5 separate regions of the Sus scrofa genome follow, and all the other regions are linked to region 1. Evidence: chromatin contacts called from public HiChIP or PLAC-seq data. All regions are on one chromosome and are shown on one strand. The core of a region is the stretch at or near the end of the contact, and the rest is flanking DNA. Distances in the headings are between cores, read along the strand shown.

Evidence for each region. HiChIP or PLAC-seq counts read pairs in DNA pulled down with a chosen protein or histone mark.
Region 2: an H3K27ac HiChIP or PLAC-seq map of alveolar macrophages shows a contact between it and region 1. The contact joins the promoter of BCAP29 here to the promoter of HBP1 in region 1. A contact is called at or near these places in 2 of 2 datasets of contacts at active chromatin or transcription factors (alveolar macrophages and skeletal muscle).
Region 3: a contact with region 1 is called in an H3K27ac HiChIP or PLAC-seq map of alveolar macrophages. The contact joins the promoter of CBLL1 here to the promoter of HBP1 in region 1. A contact is called at or near these places in 3 of 5 promoter capture datasets (fetal liver, fetal skeletal muscle and liver) and 2 of 2 datasets of contacts at active chromatin or transcription factors (alveolar macrophages and skeletal muscle).
Region 4: a contact with region 1 is called in an H3K27ac HiChIP or PLAC-seq map of alveolar macrophages. The contact joins the promoter of DUS4L here to the promoter of HBP1 in region 1. A contact is called at or near these places in 2 of 2 datasets of contacts at active chromatin or transcription factors (alveolar macrophages and skeletal muscle).
Region 5: an H3K27ac HiChIP or PLAC-seq map of alveolar macrophages shows a contact between it and region 1, with 4 times the contacts expected there. The contact joins the promoter of PIK3CG here to the promoter of HBP1 in region 1. A contact is called at or near these places in 1 of 5 promoter capture datasets (liver), 2 of 47 Hi-C or Micro-C datasets (epiblast stem cells and heart right ventricle) and 2 of 2 datasets of contacts at active chromatin or transcription factors (alveolar macrophages and skeletal muscle).

What each region holds. Positions count from the first base shown.
Region 1 is chr9:106,964,682-106,967,381 of Sscrofa11.1, forward strand. It overlaps HBP1 (HMG-box transcription factor 1), which reads left to right and starts at 1,379. Exons shown (of 11, transcript NM_001244264.1): 1 at 1,379-1,403. The coding sequence starts at 1,389. It overlaps LOC110262252 (a long non-coding RNA gene), which reads right to left and starts at 1,121. Exons shown (of 2, transcript XR_002347084.1): 1 at 783-1,121.
Region 2 is chr9:107,291,085-107,293,784 of Sscrofa11.1, forward strand. It overlaps BCAP29 (B-cell receptor-associated protein 29), which reads left to right and starts at 1,259. Exons shown (of 8, transcript XM_021102603.1): 1 at 1,259-1,609; 2 at 1,705-1,811. The coding sequence starts at 1,720. DUS4L (tRNA-dihydrouridine(20a/20b) synthase [NAD(P)+]-like) reads left to right here. Exons shown (of 7, transcript XM_021102600.1): 7 at 1-410.
Region 3 is chr9:107,454,862-107,457,561 of Sscrofa11.1, forward strand. It overlaps CBLL1 (E3 ubiquitin-protein ligase Hakai), which reads left to right and starts at 1,400. Exons shown (of 6, transcript XM_003357515.4): 1 at 1,400-1,773. The coding sequence starts at 1,761.
Region 4 is chr9:107,272,293-107,274,992 of Sscrofa11.1, forward strand. DUS4L (tRNA-dihydrouridine(20a/20b) synthase [NAD(P)+]-like) reads left to right here and starts at 1,279. Exons shown (of 7, transcript XM_021102600.1): 1 at 1,279-1,477. The coding sequence starts at 1,303. COG5 (conserved oligomeric Golgi complex subunit 5) reads right to left here and starts at 1,597. Exons shown (of 22, transcript XM_021102595.1): 1 at 1,214-1,597. The coding sequence starts at 1,304.
Region 5 is chr9:106,703,751-106,706,450 of Sscrofa11.1, forward strand. PIK3CG (phosphatidylinositol-4,5-bisphosphate 3-kinase catalytic subunit gamma) reads left to right here and starts at 1,322. Exons shown (of 11, transcript NM_213939.1): 1 at 1,322-1,389.

The sequences.
Region 1 (2,700 bases), core at 129-2,628:
AGATATAAAGCCTAAAGCGTAGCTGAAATGATTAAACACTAAAGGTTCAAAGGAAAAAAGCTTAATAATGTTTTTGTAATGGGAATGGTAATAACATCAATTACAGACTAGGGACTGTGGTGGACCGCCTTGTTTAAAGTGAAGGTAACTATAAAGCCAGAGAAGTCATCCTCCTCCTCGGCTGAGTCAGAGCATTAGTAACTTAAGGAGGAACTCTGATGGACACGAAGTGGGAAGTCATTCATCTTTCATCAATGGGAAGCCCTCTGGAGAGGAAAAATGGTTAACAAAAACTCACCGCAGAAACTTAGAAAATGATTTACAAAATAAATCACTTTGTCATACATTATAGCCCCCTCTATATTACCTTAAACCACCCTCAAGCGGTTCAATACGCAAAACACCGCTTTGATTTCGCTCAATACCAAAGTCAACAGCAAATCGCCCCCACTTCCGGCCCCTTAGACCTCTGTAAATTCTCCAGACTCTGAGCTTCTCTCTTTCTGTTCATCTCCAAGCCTCTCAGTGCCTGGCACGTAGCCGGCATTCAACAAATCTTGAGAGAACTGAACAGAGTTGGCAGAGAAGCCTCAAGCTGCTGTCCCGAGAGTGGTGAGGCTAGGCGCGTTGTAAAGGAAGGCTGTCCTCCGACTGGAGCTCAGCACCGTCTTTATTATCCTCATCAAGCCTGGGGCCGTGATTTGTGGGTGACTGGGTCCCTCGCTATGCTGCACTGCTTCCGCTTGTGCAGTCATCTCCTTCCCTTCTCTCTAAAACAATACCTTGGCCTCCTGCCAAACTTTGAGCCGCGAGCGACTCTGGCTGTTTATGGCCCGGAATGGGTGCTGCGAGAGACGTGAAGCTGCTTTGAGTGCTAGGAAAGGCCCAAAGGAAGGGAAGAGGCCAAAGCTTTGAAACACTCCCTTCCTCCGCCCCCTCCCTTTTGTCCCAGACAGCAAAACAAACGAGCTGATACACGTGTCCCTATGACTCTTGTTTACTATCAAGACCGCACTCTGCAGGCGGTCTTGGGAACTGTAGTCCAACGTTCCTCCGACCTGCAGGTTCCGAGAGGCATGAAACTAGGATGAGACTACGAACCCACAATCCTTTTCGGGTGCAAAGTTTGGCTCGCGTCCCGGGAGTCTCGGCAGCAATCCAATCCGAAGCGCTCATCGTAGTGATTGACACACCATCTTCTCCAGTGAACACAACACAAAAGTCAATACAAGCCCGCCCCGCGAGAAGGACCACGGTATCACCCAATGGGAAAGGGAAATGGTCGAATGGCAGTTCCTCAGACCAATAATAGGGCGAAGGAGCTGCTCGGAGGCCCAACCCCCGGGGGGTTGAGGGGAGGGGGAAGACGAAGCTTGAAAGACTTGGTAATGGCGACGGGTTTGGTAAGTAGGAAAGTTTCGGTTGAGAACTAAGAGCGGCGGCGGGAGCGGTAACGCGTGCCAGGGAGGCCGTCGTCAGTCGGAGAGGGAGTATGGGAGCTGCCTGTGGTGCTGTCGCGGCCAGGGGGGCCCGAGCCAGGGCTGCCTGCACTCCGCGACGGGTTTGTTGTCTTTCTGTTCGGGAAGGGGTGGGGGTGGGGAAGGGAGGGGCAGGATCCCGAGGGGATCCGGCCGCCGGGCAGGCTTGGGTTCGCGCTCCTCTTCCTCATGGTGGGAGCAGTTAACCGACCGATACTTGCCCGTGGCGAACCCCCTGGAGTGGCGCCTCCCGCGAGCTCACCTGAGCTTCGCGGCCAGCGGGGGTCTCGGGACTGAGGCTGGGAGGCGTTGGCGAGGATGACGCCCCGGGCCGGGTTGCGCGGTGGGTGGCCGGGCCGGGTGGGAAGATGGGGCAGGCCTAGGCGGGGGAAGGGGCCTGACGCGGCAGCGGGGCTGCCCAAGAAAGTTTGACCTCAACTTCTCGCGTGTGGGCGGGGGGTCGGAGGTTGGCCTGGGTGGGCAGCTGGCCGGGGGTGGGGGACTCTAGTGAGGCGCCGCCTCTTTCGGGCAGAGAGGGGCTTTGGGACGAGCTGGGAAGCTCGCGGAGCTGCTGGGCCCCGGAGCTCATTGTTACGCAGTTCGAATGAATGGGCTCCGTGGCGCCTGCGCGGTGGGGCTGAGCCGAGGGGAAAAACAAGCCTGGAGTCCAGGCTGCGGTCACATGATGGGGGGAGGGGAGGGAACGCGATGAATGGCGAAAGAGGGTGGGGGATGGACTTGGCGTGAACCTGGAGGCTGTGCCTCCGTTTGACCCGGAGCCGAGGTTTGGCAGGAGATTCCAGTCTTCTCCTTCCAACCTATGCTGCTGCCCCAGGCAGATTAAAACAAAACAAAAAAGAATCCAGGCGAAATCGGCAGCCGGGGCCGGGTTTTTGTGGTTTCTTTAAACGCTACTTGCTGTTAGGGGATTTTACTCGCCGTTGGGCATTCTTCACCTTCTGGAGTTCATTCTTTAGGAGTTTTCGGCAACAACCTTCTGTAAAAGAAGCGCTGAATGCGGGGATGTATTCTAGAGCCTTTAGCTCTGGGAGCCACTGATACTAAGGGAGGACGATAGGGAGTTGTGTTTATATTCGGAAGTGTTGAGTTCCACCAACAATTCCGACTAAGTGGTTTATATTTATTTCCCTCTAATTAGCAGCGAATGATTCCATCAGTTACCTTTTGAGAATTAAACTGACCTTAACCTTTGTAAATACTT
Region 2 (2,700 bases), core at 9-2,508, 330 kb after region 1:
AGCACTGTGTTGCCATTTTTTAGGCACATTCTTTGCTCTCATTTCTGTTTATTTTTAAATTACTCAATGAATTTTATTACATTTATAGTTGTACAGCGATAATCACAACCAAATTTTATAAAATTAGCGGGATTTTTTAAGGATAACCGGCTTTTTCATTAAATGTAAATAGTGTATAAGCAAATAGGAAGCTGTAGTCAAAACTTAAGTCATTTTTTATGTTTGCAAATACTTCAGTGTTGTGAGAACAACAGCGTAATTAAAGGGCACAGCTTTTCCAAGGAACCGGTGTAGAAAGGCAAGGAGTCTAAACGAATTTTTTTTTAAGTTCCTCATGGTTAATTTTGTGTTGTAAATTTCGTTTCTATGTAATCAAGTATATTTGTGAGAAGAAAAAGCACTGACTTAAATGTGGTCTTTTTGTATTCAATAACCACCCCCCTTTATTTTCATCGTTTCTTTAACGTTCTCAAAACAATTGTCTCTAGCATAATACCTTTCATGTGCGTTAATAACAGGTTAATACTGGGGAGAACCGTTAATAACTTGAGTATATTCACGCAATTTGAAAGCCCGTAAAATAGTAATTGGAAGAATAAACCCATACCCACATTGTTTTCCTTTCCTGTCAGTCCCCAAACATCACCCTATAATGTATTTCCTCTTCCCAGCCATTGAACAAGAGCAGAAAACGTTACACGAAGTGTGTTTTGACGCTACATTCTTAGAAGAAAATGCGGCCCAACTACCCAATCAAATTACTTTGCTGTTTTAACATGGCCTAACTCGGGACCATGAAACTACCTATGGCAAAATACGAACCAGGAAAGGGGAGCGTTTTAGACGCGTCCCCTGAACTAGCGGCACCCTCACCAGTGCTCCCGCTCAGGCGCCTTGCCCCAAGCTCTTTCCGAACGTCGGTTAACCGCACCCCTACCACGGAAACAGAAATTTTAAGTTGGCTCTCGCGCATAAGTTGTAGTTGGGAGCCCCAAGCACGGGATCGAAGAGTCAGTCACCCACGAACTCCACCACCAATTAGAAAACAATTATTGCTAATTATCGTGTTCGCACCTCCAACCTCGGTCGGCGGGGGCGGGGACCCAGGCCCCAGCGGGGAGAGGGAGCGGGCGGCTCGGCGGCCGGGGCTGGGGGCCGGGTCAGGGTGGGGCGCGCCCCGCTCCCCTCCCCCCGCTGCGGCGTGTGACGTCCCTCGCGTCGGCGGCCGCGGAGCAGCGCGGGCAGCCGGGCGGCGGCTGGCGGGGTAAGGCCCGGCGGGGGCCCCGGGGGCCGCGGTGCCCGAGGCGGCGTGGAGCGCGGGGTCGCGCCACTCCCCCCCGCGCGGTTGGGCCACGGGCCTGGTCTTGCCCCCGGCGCGTTCGCGGAGCGGGAGGGCCCCCAGGGCGCGGGCGTTAGCGGAGGGTGCGTTAGGCTGCTGACGCCGCCAAGGTGGACGGGAAGCACGGCCGCGGCGCAGCCAGGGCTCCCGGGCCGGTTCTGCACAGCTGCCGGGGAGGTGGAGACCCGGCCTCCAGGCCCATCCTTGTCCTGCTCCCTCCCCTCTGGCCCCGCGGCGGATCACCGCCGGGCGCCTCCGGTTTAGGGGAAGGTCGGACGGCGGCGGGGAGGGAGCATTGTTCCCCGGGGGCTTGGCCTTTAACCCAGAAAGGCGGCAGAGTAAAATAAAATGTTTTCTCTATTTAGGTGTGAAGAAAAAAAATGACACTTCAGTGGGCGGCTGTTGCGACTTTTCTTTACGCTGAAATAGGACTCATTTTAATCTTCTGTCTACCTTTTATTCCTCCTCAGAGGTAGGAAACCTCCAAATCCTTACAATAATCAATTTACCATTACCTCTTTAGGTGGTTTAGTGTGTCGTGGAAAAATTTTCAGATTAAGAGTTTAAGTGATTATATAAAAGGTGCTTTTAAGATAAACTCACACACCAATTAGGTAATGTATAATAACCATATTAAAATATCACTTTATATAAAAGTTATATGTACACATAACTCCATTCTAAAAGGAAAAGGGCGTAGGCCTTCTGGTTCTGTTGATTAATAGATGTAATAAAGCACTAGTCATACTTTTGACACCTGCCTTGTCACATCAGCTTTTACCTTTGTTTTATTGACCTGAATTAGAACTATGAACTCAATAAAAGTAAATGGTAAATGATGTTTCCAGGACAGCATGGATGCAGAAGTGGTTTCACTGGGACAGTGGAATGACGATTTGAAACTTAAGCTTAGGAGTTCTGTTGTGGCTTAGCTGGTTAAGAACCCCACTGGTGTCCATGAGGATGTAGGTTCCATCCTTGATCGCTCAGTGGGTTAAGAATCCGCCTTTGCTGTGAGCTGTGGTCTCAGAGTTGGCTAGGATCTGGGATCTGATAGTGGTGCAGCTGCAACTCTGATTCAACCCCTAGCCTGGGAACTTCCATATGCCACAGGTGTAGCCCTGAAAAAAAAGAAAGAAAAGAAAGAAATTTAAGCCTATAAATGTTTCTTAGTTTTGGCCTCACTAGTTCATTAATGTTTGTTTAATGGCACTTTTACTACTTTATCGTCACACAGAATTAATGAAAATATATTATAAATGCTAATAAAGGACCTTCACAAGGCTTTAAATACTATTTTAATTGAAGCCTTGGATCCACTTATTCAGTTTTCAATCCAGATTCCATGATGAAATACTTGT
Region 3 (2,700 bases), core at 150-2,649, 490 kb after region 1:
TGAGGATATGGGTTGGATTCATGGCCTTGCTCAGTGGGTGGGGGAGCTGGTGTTGCCTTGAGCTGCAGTCTAGGTCACAGATGAGGCTTGGATCCTGCGTTTGTGGTGTAGTCTGGCACCTATAGCTCTGAATCAACCCCAGCCTGGGAACTTCCATGTGCTGCCAGTGTGGCCTTAAAAAAAAAAAAAAAAAAAAAAAAATTCTGTGTGCTCTCCCACATGTTGTACTGTTTCCAACAATAAACTTTATACCTTTAAAATCTCTGCTTTCAACAAGGAGCAAGAATCAGGGCAATTCTGCTTTCAGCCTCTGCTAGTCTAGTGGCTGGGATTCCCGGTTTTCATCCAGGCTGCCCAGGTTCAATTCCTGAGCGGAGAATTAAAGATTTTGCTCCAAGCCATCACTCACTGCTGTCTCCATGAGATCAAAAGTACTTCTCTAAAAGATCAATACGATAATCTCTGATCTAGGAACTCTGGCATTGAAAGCCTGAATAACACGAGGTAATGCTGTCGTCACCCAGAGACAACAAGAATAGAACCCAAATCCCTGGACTCCCAGCTTGTGTTTTCCACTAATTGCACTCCTTTCTACTCATCCAAGACCGTCAAGTGTGAAAGGGTGGAGAAGGGAGTGAACACAGATGCGCCAGGGCCTGGAAGTGGAGACCCAACTGAAGGCCCTCAGGAATCCCTCTTGGGCACCTGCCTTTTGTTTCAGCTGAGGACGATGAAAGCGGCAGCAACCACGAACCCCCGGGACCAAGAACTGGAACTAGGTACTGCCCATGCTGCTATCTCTTCCTCATTTAAGCCTTTCCTCTTTCACCTCTCCCCTACGGCCAGCCCTAACATGCTCTCCTCACCCTCAGCTCCACCATGCACTTGAGTCCCCGCTTTCCTCTAACAAGAAGCGGCTGCATGGCACCTGCCCTCCAGCTGGCCCTGCATCCAGTCCTTAGGCGGGATGTTCGGAGGGATCCTAGCCCCACAAGCGTTCTGCCTAGAAAATGAATGCTCATCAAGCGTTAGAAATGGGTGGGAATCAGGGCTGATACTCAAGTCAGCTCTGCGTGGATCTCTGCAGTTCTTCACGACAAAGCAAAATGTAGACAGTAAGCATAGAGCCTTTCTTGCTTTGCTGAGAGCCTCACACAGCTCCACCTTCCCCCGGGCATCCTCCCACTGGAGAACGCCTTGCGCAGAGCTCGTGTTTACAGTTTTCCTGGCCGTGGGGGAGGAGACCTCCGCTCGCGGACTCAGGGGGATTCCAAACCGTTACTCCGCCCGCCGGGGTGGGGCCAGCCTAACGGCCGAGCCTGCGCAGTGGGCCCGGCCGGCTCCAGTGTCGCGGCGCACTACATATCCCAGAAGGCAAAGCTCTGCGGAGCGGGCGGCCGCTTTACCTGCCGCGAGCTTAGTTCTGTGGCTACTGCTGCTCCCCTCCTCCTAGGTTCCGGTCGGTCTCCATTCCACAGTTAAAGGCTACTCCCTCTTGAAGCACATGAGAGGAAGCTTTAGCAGTCTCGACAGTGTAGCCTTTCGCGTACTCGCTCTTTCTCTCTCGCTCTGCCTGAACTATGCCTGACTCTCTCACCGGAGTCGGCTAGCCAAGGAGAGAGGAAGACGTCTTTAAGGGCCCCAGCCTGGGCGAGCTGGTCGCACTTCCGCCTCTCGGGCTCCGGAAGGTAGCGCGCACGCGCTCCCTGCGACTCCGGCGCCGTTGACTTCCGCTCCCACTGTGCCCCGCGAGCCGAATCATGGATCACACTGGTAAGGAGGCGGAGGCAGTGGGGGTCCCGGTTCCATGCCCCCTTGGCCGGCCTGGGACTGGTCGCCCAGCCGGCATAGAGGGGTTACGCTCGCCCCACAGCACTGAGGTGTCGCGGGGAAAAAGAAATCTCACAGACCCTTTTCCGTGTCCGGCCAGGGCCTGCTACTTCCCGGCCTACCCTCCGGTGTGGTACCTACAGCCTCAGTGCCGGCAACAGCCGTTCCTTTTCTGTTTCTGCTAAGCTCCGAGCTGGGACAGCGGGCGGCGCAGGCCACGCGGGGAGGAGAGAGCGCCGGCTCTTTTTTTCCTCATTCTGGGTGCCGTGCCCTACGTTATGGGGACTGGCGGGTAGATTCCAATCTCGGAGTCGGGGAAGCCTCATTGAACTGGGAGTCGTTGCGCGAGAGTGGATTGGAGACTTCCTGCTGTCTCAGTCAGCTTTGGGCGGGTGCTGCGGTGGTCACCGCTTGGTCTTTCATGGACTAGAGGTGGGAGAAGGGAGTCGGATATGGTTTTCGGAATCATACCGGGAGCAGCTTTTCTGCTTAAGCCAAAAGCGTGCCCCGCTCTTCGGCTGTGGTCCTTAACCATCAATCTTGAGCTTAAAATCAAGATACTCTCATCCTTTTCTCCAAGTAAGAATGGCTCCACTCTTTGTTGTGTGTCTTTTGGCTTTTGCTTCCTTGTGTTTTTTGGATATTGAATGAGTACCTTTGGAGTTAGACACTGCTCCGTATGGTTATATCTAGGCTTAGAGAAGGCTTTTTCCAGTATTAACTATTAGTCGGGATGTCCTCTGTCATCAGCTACCTACTTAATTTTGTACGTGTATCTTACACACACTCTTCAAGGCCTGAAGATGGAATGGTAAACAAGATACACTGAGTCTATGTTCTTTTTGAGGTTAGGTACTGTTGGGAAAGACA
Region 4 (2,700 bases), core at 29-2,528, 310 kb after region 1:
TTATCTTTATAGCTCTGTAAGACTATTTTCCCTACCAAAATGGTGAGCTAGAGGGTGGGAACTGCACAGAACTTGATTAAACTAAGTTTAAATTAATATACAAAGATGGATTAGCAATAGAGCCTAACCTAAAGAATCTAACGCAATCTAGTTCAGAAAACATCATTTGTTAATTCTGACAAAAGTATATAAATCATGAGGCAAGTCATTTAAGATCAATAATAATGTATACAACAGAGGAAACAAAATTTTTTGAACTTTATTCGTTCATTATTTTGGTCTACAAATGTGTGCATATCCTTCTTACTGAGATGTTCAATTTAAAACAAAATCACATATTCTGCACCTAATGTGTGCAACGTACTGTTGTTAAATCTGTAGAGTATAAAACGAGTTTTACAACGCAGTAGAAAAGATTAAGTACAGAAGTGATTTAAATACAAAGTAAACCGTGATGGAGGTTAGAGAAGAAAATTGAAAACAGATGAGAAGGATCTTAAAAACTTAAAACTTTATTCTGAAGGAAAACAGACTTGAAGCATGTTAACTTCAGTAACGCAGTTTTATGTGCTTCTCAAACGAACTATGTCTAACTTATTTCTAACAACTTCTGTCCAAAACTATCAATAAACCTGCTTGCTACATTCAAAACATTGTGAGTAATCCCAGCCTGATTAATGCTCCGAACCCTCCCCCACGTGTGGCTGTGGATAAATGCCCAGTAAAAAAACAAAGCCGAGCTTGAAGTTGGGCCACCTGTGTAGTCCAAGAATTCATTAACAGAGAGAATGTTTCCAACTTTACTTAAAAATGAGGGCCGCTTTCATTACGCGCTTATCTGTTCCATGTCTTACTGTTCAGGGAATAGGACACTTCAATCTTCGGTCAAGAATTGCGGTAGCAATGGGCCGCTGCGTATGGGAACTCCGAACATCAGCGAAGCCCCAAGCGCGTGGAGGGGAGACTTGAAATGAGGAGCTTCCATAAGTCCAGTATCCCCCAGGACACCTGGAAGCCAAGGGGACAGCAAGTCCCTGGGTAAAGAGGTTGGCAAGGCCAGCACCCAGACGCCAGGGGGCCGGGCGGAGGGGAGTGGTCAAGTAGAGACAGGAAAACTTTCTGCAAAGCGACGGCTCGAGTACACCACCCGGGCCCAGAGGCGGAAGAGAACAGCTCCCCAGACTCCCTGCCCGGCCAGACCCCAACTTCTTACCGTCCTGCAGAAGCTCCCTGACTGCCGCAGCAGCCGTTGCAGAGCCCAGAGCCTTAAAGCCAGCCCCAGCTACGCCGCCGTCACCTTCCATGTTGGCAGGTGCGGAGGTGATGGCGTCAACGGCGGCCCGCCCCGCCCAGGTGATGACGCAGAATCTCGGCGCCACCCGCTCCGCCCGGCCCGCGACTCCCCAGCGGCGTGGAGAATCAGCTGTGCGGCGCCCGCTGGGCGGATGCGGGCTGGGAATAGGGGACCCCAGAGCAGGTGGGTTCCGAGAGCCAGGCGCACGTGAGAAACCGAGATCCGGGGCCGCCGCTTTCCTCCGTCTGCTGCCGCGCTCCTGGGGCTGGCGGAGTTCCCTAGGCGGAAGAGAACTGAGCGCCGGAATGTGGCCGCAACACTTACCGCCAAAGCAAGTATTTAACCTAAGAGCAGGGGCGTATTGATGGAGGCAAGAGAAGAGAGCGGGGGTTTCTGGGAGTTTCGCTGCACAGCTGGTGGGAGTTAATAGCTACCCAGTTTTATCCGTAACGCGCCTTGATTGGCATTCTTGGGTAAAGGCAGGCGGGAAAAGCTTGGGGGGGAAAGTTGCCAGGGGGGAATAGTGGGGAGAATTAGGAGAGGTGAAAGTCATTGAAGTAGGAAGACTGAACCAGGAACAGACAAGTGGGACTCAACCTCTACCAACCCTTCCATCAGACGGTGACCTTACGCTTTATCTACCGCTTAGTTTCAGCCACGTGTTGTGAGCGACGCCAGACTTCTTGTTACAAATTGATGGATAGCTGTAAAATCATGTTAGTTCCCATTATATCTTCTCCATTGTTACATCTGCATTGTTGACCTCTCTTTGTCCCGCGATAAATGCTAATATGTTACCAGATCAACCACACATATGCAAGGAGGTTAAGCATTACTTCGTGAAAAGAAACATTAACTTTCTCTTTGTATATAGTATGTATACAGGGAATCGGCTTTTCCCAGCTCTAGAGCTAAAGGTTCTCTTGATTCTAACAGAATTTAGAGAATGTGTGGTAATAATACTTCTGCCAAAAGCTGTACGAACTACTGCATAAGCCTAAAAGCTTTAAGTACTCATAACAACTCAAGTAAGCAAATAGTTGTGCACTGCTTTAAGCTTTCTCTTGACTTTGTTTCAGAGGTTTTTCCCTAAATAATTTGTTTGATCTCAAGCATGTTGTGAATAAGATTGATTGTTCTGAATAGAGGTTATTCAGATTGCCAAGGGCAGTGTGCTCAGACTCACATAAGTTTCATATTCTGTATACACAAAATTTGGCTTTAATAATATTTGAATATTAACAATGACTTAAGTTTTATCTTTGAAGTATGGGTTGTTTCTCCTTCCCTGGCTTTTACATTGAAAGTTTTTAGAAAAGTTGCGTAATATTCATTCGATGAAGTGTTTCGAGTCCCAACTATATATACCAGCATGAATTTACAAACATTAGACTCAATTCCTATCT
Region 5 (2,700 bases), core at 72-2,571, 260 kb before region 1:
ACACTCTGGGTGAAGCACAGCTTGGTAAACACCTATGGTGTGGCTCTTTGGTCCCTCCCTCAACCAACCAAAGAAGGCCAACTTTGAGGCTTCCCAAGCTGCCAGGTTCCTAAGGGAGTATTCCGACAAAGGGATGCACTTTGGGAAGCTGATAAGATCCCTCTAAAGATGTGGGAGGCAACCTTTGAGTTAAATAGTTTGCCAGCTGATGTCAGCTACTACAGCACCACGGGTGGAAGCCAAGATCCACAGGGCCAATGTGAAAGGAAGTAGATGGGATGGAGCAAATATTTCTCTCCGTGTCAGAGTAACTGAGAGTAACTCTTCACTCTCCATCTCCAAGAAACCTATTCTGTCTGTTGTCTGTGGGGCTCCCCTGGAGTCCATGAGAGCCTAGGTTGGAGGAAGAAGCGAGGAAACTCTGGGATGGAGGAGAGGATCTAGAAGGAGTTCGAGGTCACCTGGAAGAGACAGAGCTGCTGTAAAAATGATGTACGATGGACTTTCTATGAATTCTCCATGCCCCTGGGAATTGGAGGCCATCTCCACCAACTCTAGCTGGTGGTGTGGCTGCATTCACCTCTATAGCATTTAGCAACCTCCTTCTATTTGTCTGCAGTTAATCTTTGCTGTCAGTAAGTCTCCACTACACACACACACACACACACAGAGTACTTTCAGTCTGAGCCAGTGATATTTTGGAGCCTGAATGCTGTGCAAAAAAATAGAGAACTGTCTCACCCAGCTAAGGAAGTGAACTTCCAGATCTCGTCTTTGAAAATGTTCCCTTGATAACTCAGTCCCCTACATCAACAAGTTTCTCTTCCCCCAGCCCTCAGCTACAGGGTACGGCCAAGGGGTCATTTGCATTCCCAAGAGGGAAAATTACTTGAATGGGCTTTGCAGGTTTAATTTGGCTCTTTAAACTCTTCCCACCAGGCTGTTTCTCTAATATTGTGGCTCTGAGGCCTTTTCTTCTCCCGAGAACTAGCTAGAAAAATAGTTCGTGTGTTTATACCTTCCGAATTATTTTTCGTTTGGATCTAGGTCATTGCAATTCATTTCCACTCTCTCGCCACTTTTAAAGAAATGGGTCCGAGGAGTAAAAAGTAGACAGAGTCAACAGTGCTCCCGTTTGTGCTTCTCTCTGTGTGTGCGCCTTAACAGGAAATGCATTTCTGACACTTTTAAAATGAGCAATCGCACGTATAATCAACTTGGTTAAAACTTCCTTCCTGGTAACTGCAACACTTCCTCTGCATCTGGATATGAAGGGAGACCCAGAAAAGCGGAAGAGTTTAGAAGCCTACTGGGTAGCTCTGAATTTGTTTTGTTTTCAGAAATTAAACAAATGATCCTTCAGCATCATCACCTCCGCTGCTTTATCAGGTATTACTTGCTTCTATTTTTGCCCTTTGTTGGGTCTGACTCGGAATAGTGACACTTCCTTCTGAGCTAGAATGTTTTTATCTGGACCTGTTGTTCTTCTGATGATACTGCCACTGAATGTCTCTGTTTCATTGTCTCGTCCAACCTGTGTGTGTGCATGTCCACGGGGTTCCGGCGATAGCTTTGCAGGTGCATCGGTCCTGTTTTGTTTTTGTTTGGGAGGAAGAGGGAGGGTGTGGGGGCCTAGTGCCAGCCAGCCTTCAGGTTCTTACAAGTACGTGCTTCGCGAATGTGGTACTTCTAACATCGTCTCGTAAAAAGAGAAAGCTTCATAGCCTCAACCATGAAGGAAAGCAGTGAGTATTTAGCCAGCCTGTTTTCATCTGCATCTCATATCTGGTAAGACTGTTTGATATTACCGAGGCAGAAGTGATTGCTGAGCATTTGCATGTTGCATAAATTTAGACCCATTTTAAGTTAGTGCCAACATTAACAGATCTTACAGTTCCCTTCTTTGTTCTACAATGCGGCAAAAGACCAAAGAGTGAAGGTTTTAAGGGGCAAGGGACAGTTCTTTGGGACAGTTGATTTCATGTATTTACTAGGTGTAACTTCAGAATTTTTTAAGTGAGAGAAGTTTTTAAAAGTAAGTTTAAGCCAAGATTTGAACAGAAGTTTGCATCTAATGAAACCTGTCTTTCTTATATTTTATTCAACTCTTCTTTTTGCTGTATATCAAATGCTCCACTATTTCTTAAGGAAATAAGTAGTTGTGATTTTCACTAACACTGGTCCTTTAAGAAGTATAATATTTTCTGAAACATTAATTTTTGTTTCAATAGTTGATTCTTATTTAGAATATCTTACAAAATATTAAAGGATACTAAATATTAAAGTAAAAATACCATACTCATTTCAATTTTGCCAAGGGGGAGGGAGTGGGCTGGTTGAGGAGCTTGGGGTTAATAGATACAAACTATTGCCTTTGGAATGGATCAGCAATGAGATCCTGCTGTGTAGCACTGGAAACTCTGTCTAGTCACTTATGATGGCGCCTGATAATGTGCAAAAATAGAATGCGTACATGTATGTGTAACTGGGTCACCATGCTGTACATTAGGAAAAAAAATCTTATTGGGGAAATAACTTAAAAAAATTAATAACAAAAATAATATGTTTAGCATTTCGATCATTTTTGAAGAGTTTATTACTGCAGTAACACATTTACATGTACATGTTTTGCAAAGGTAGGTTCTTATTAAATATTTGTAGAAAAAGTAAATAAATTGTTGAGAATAAATTGGTGAATTC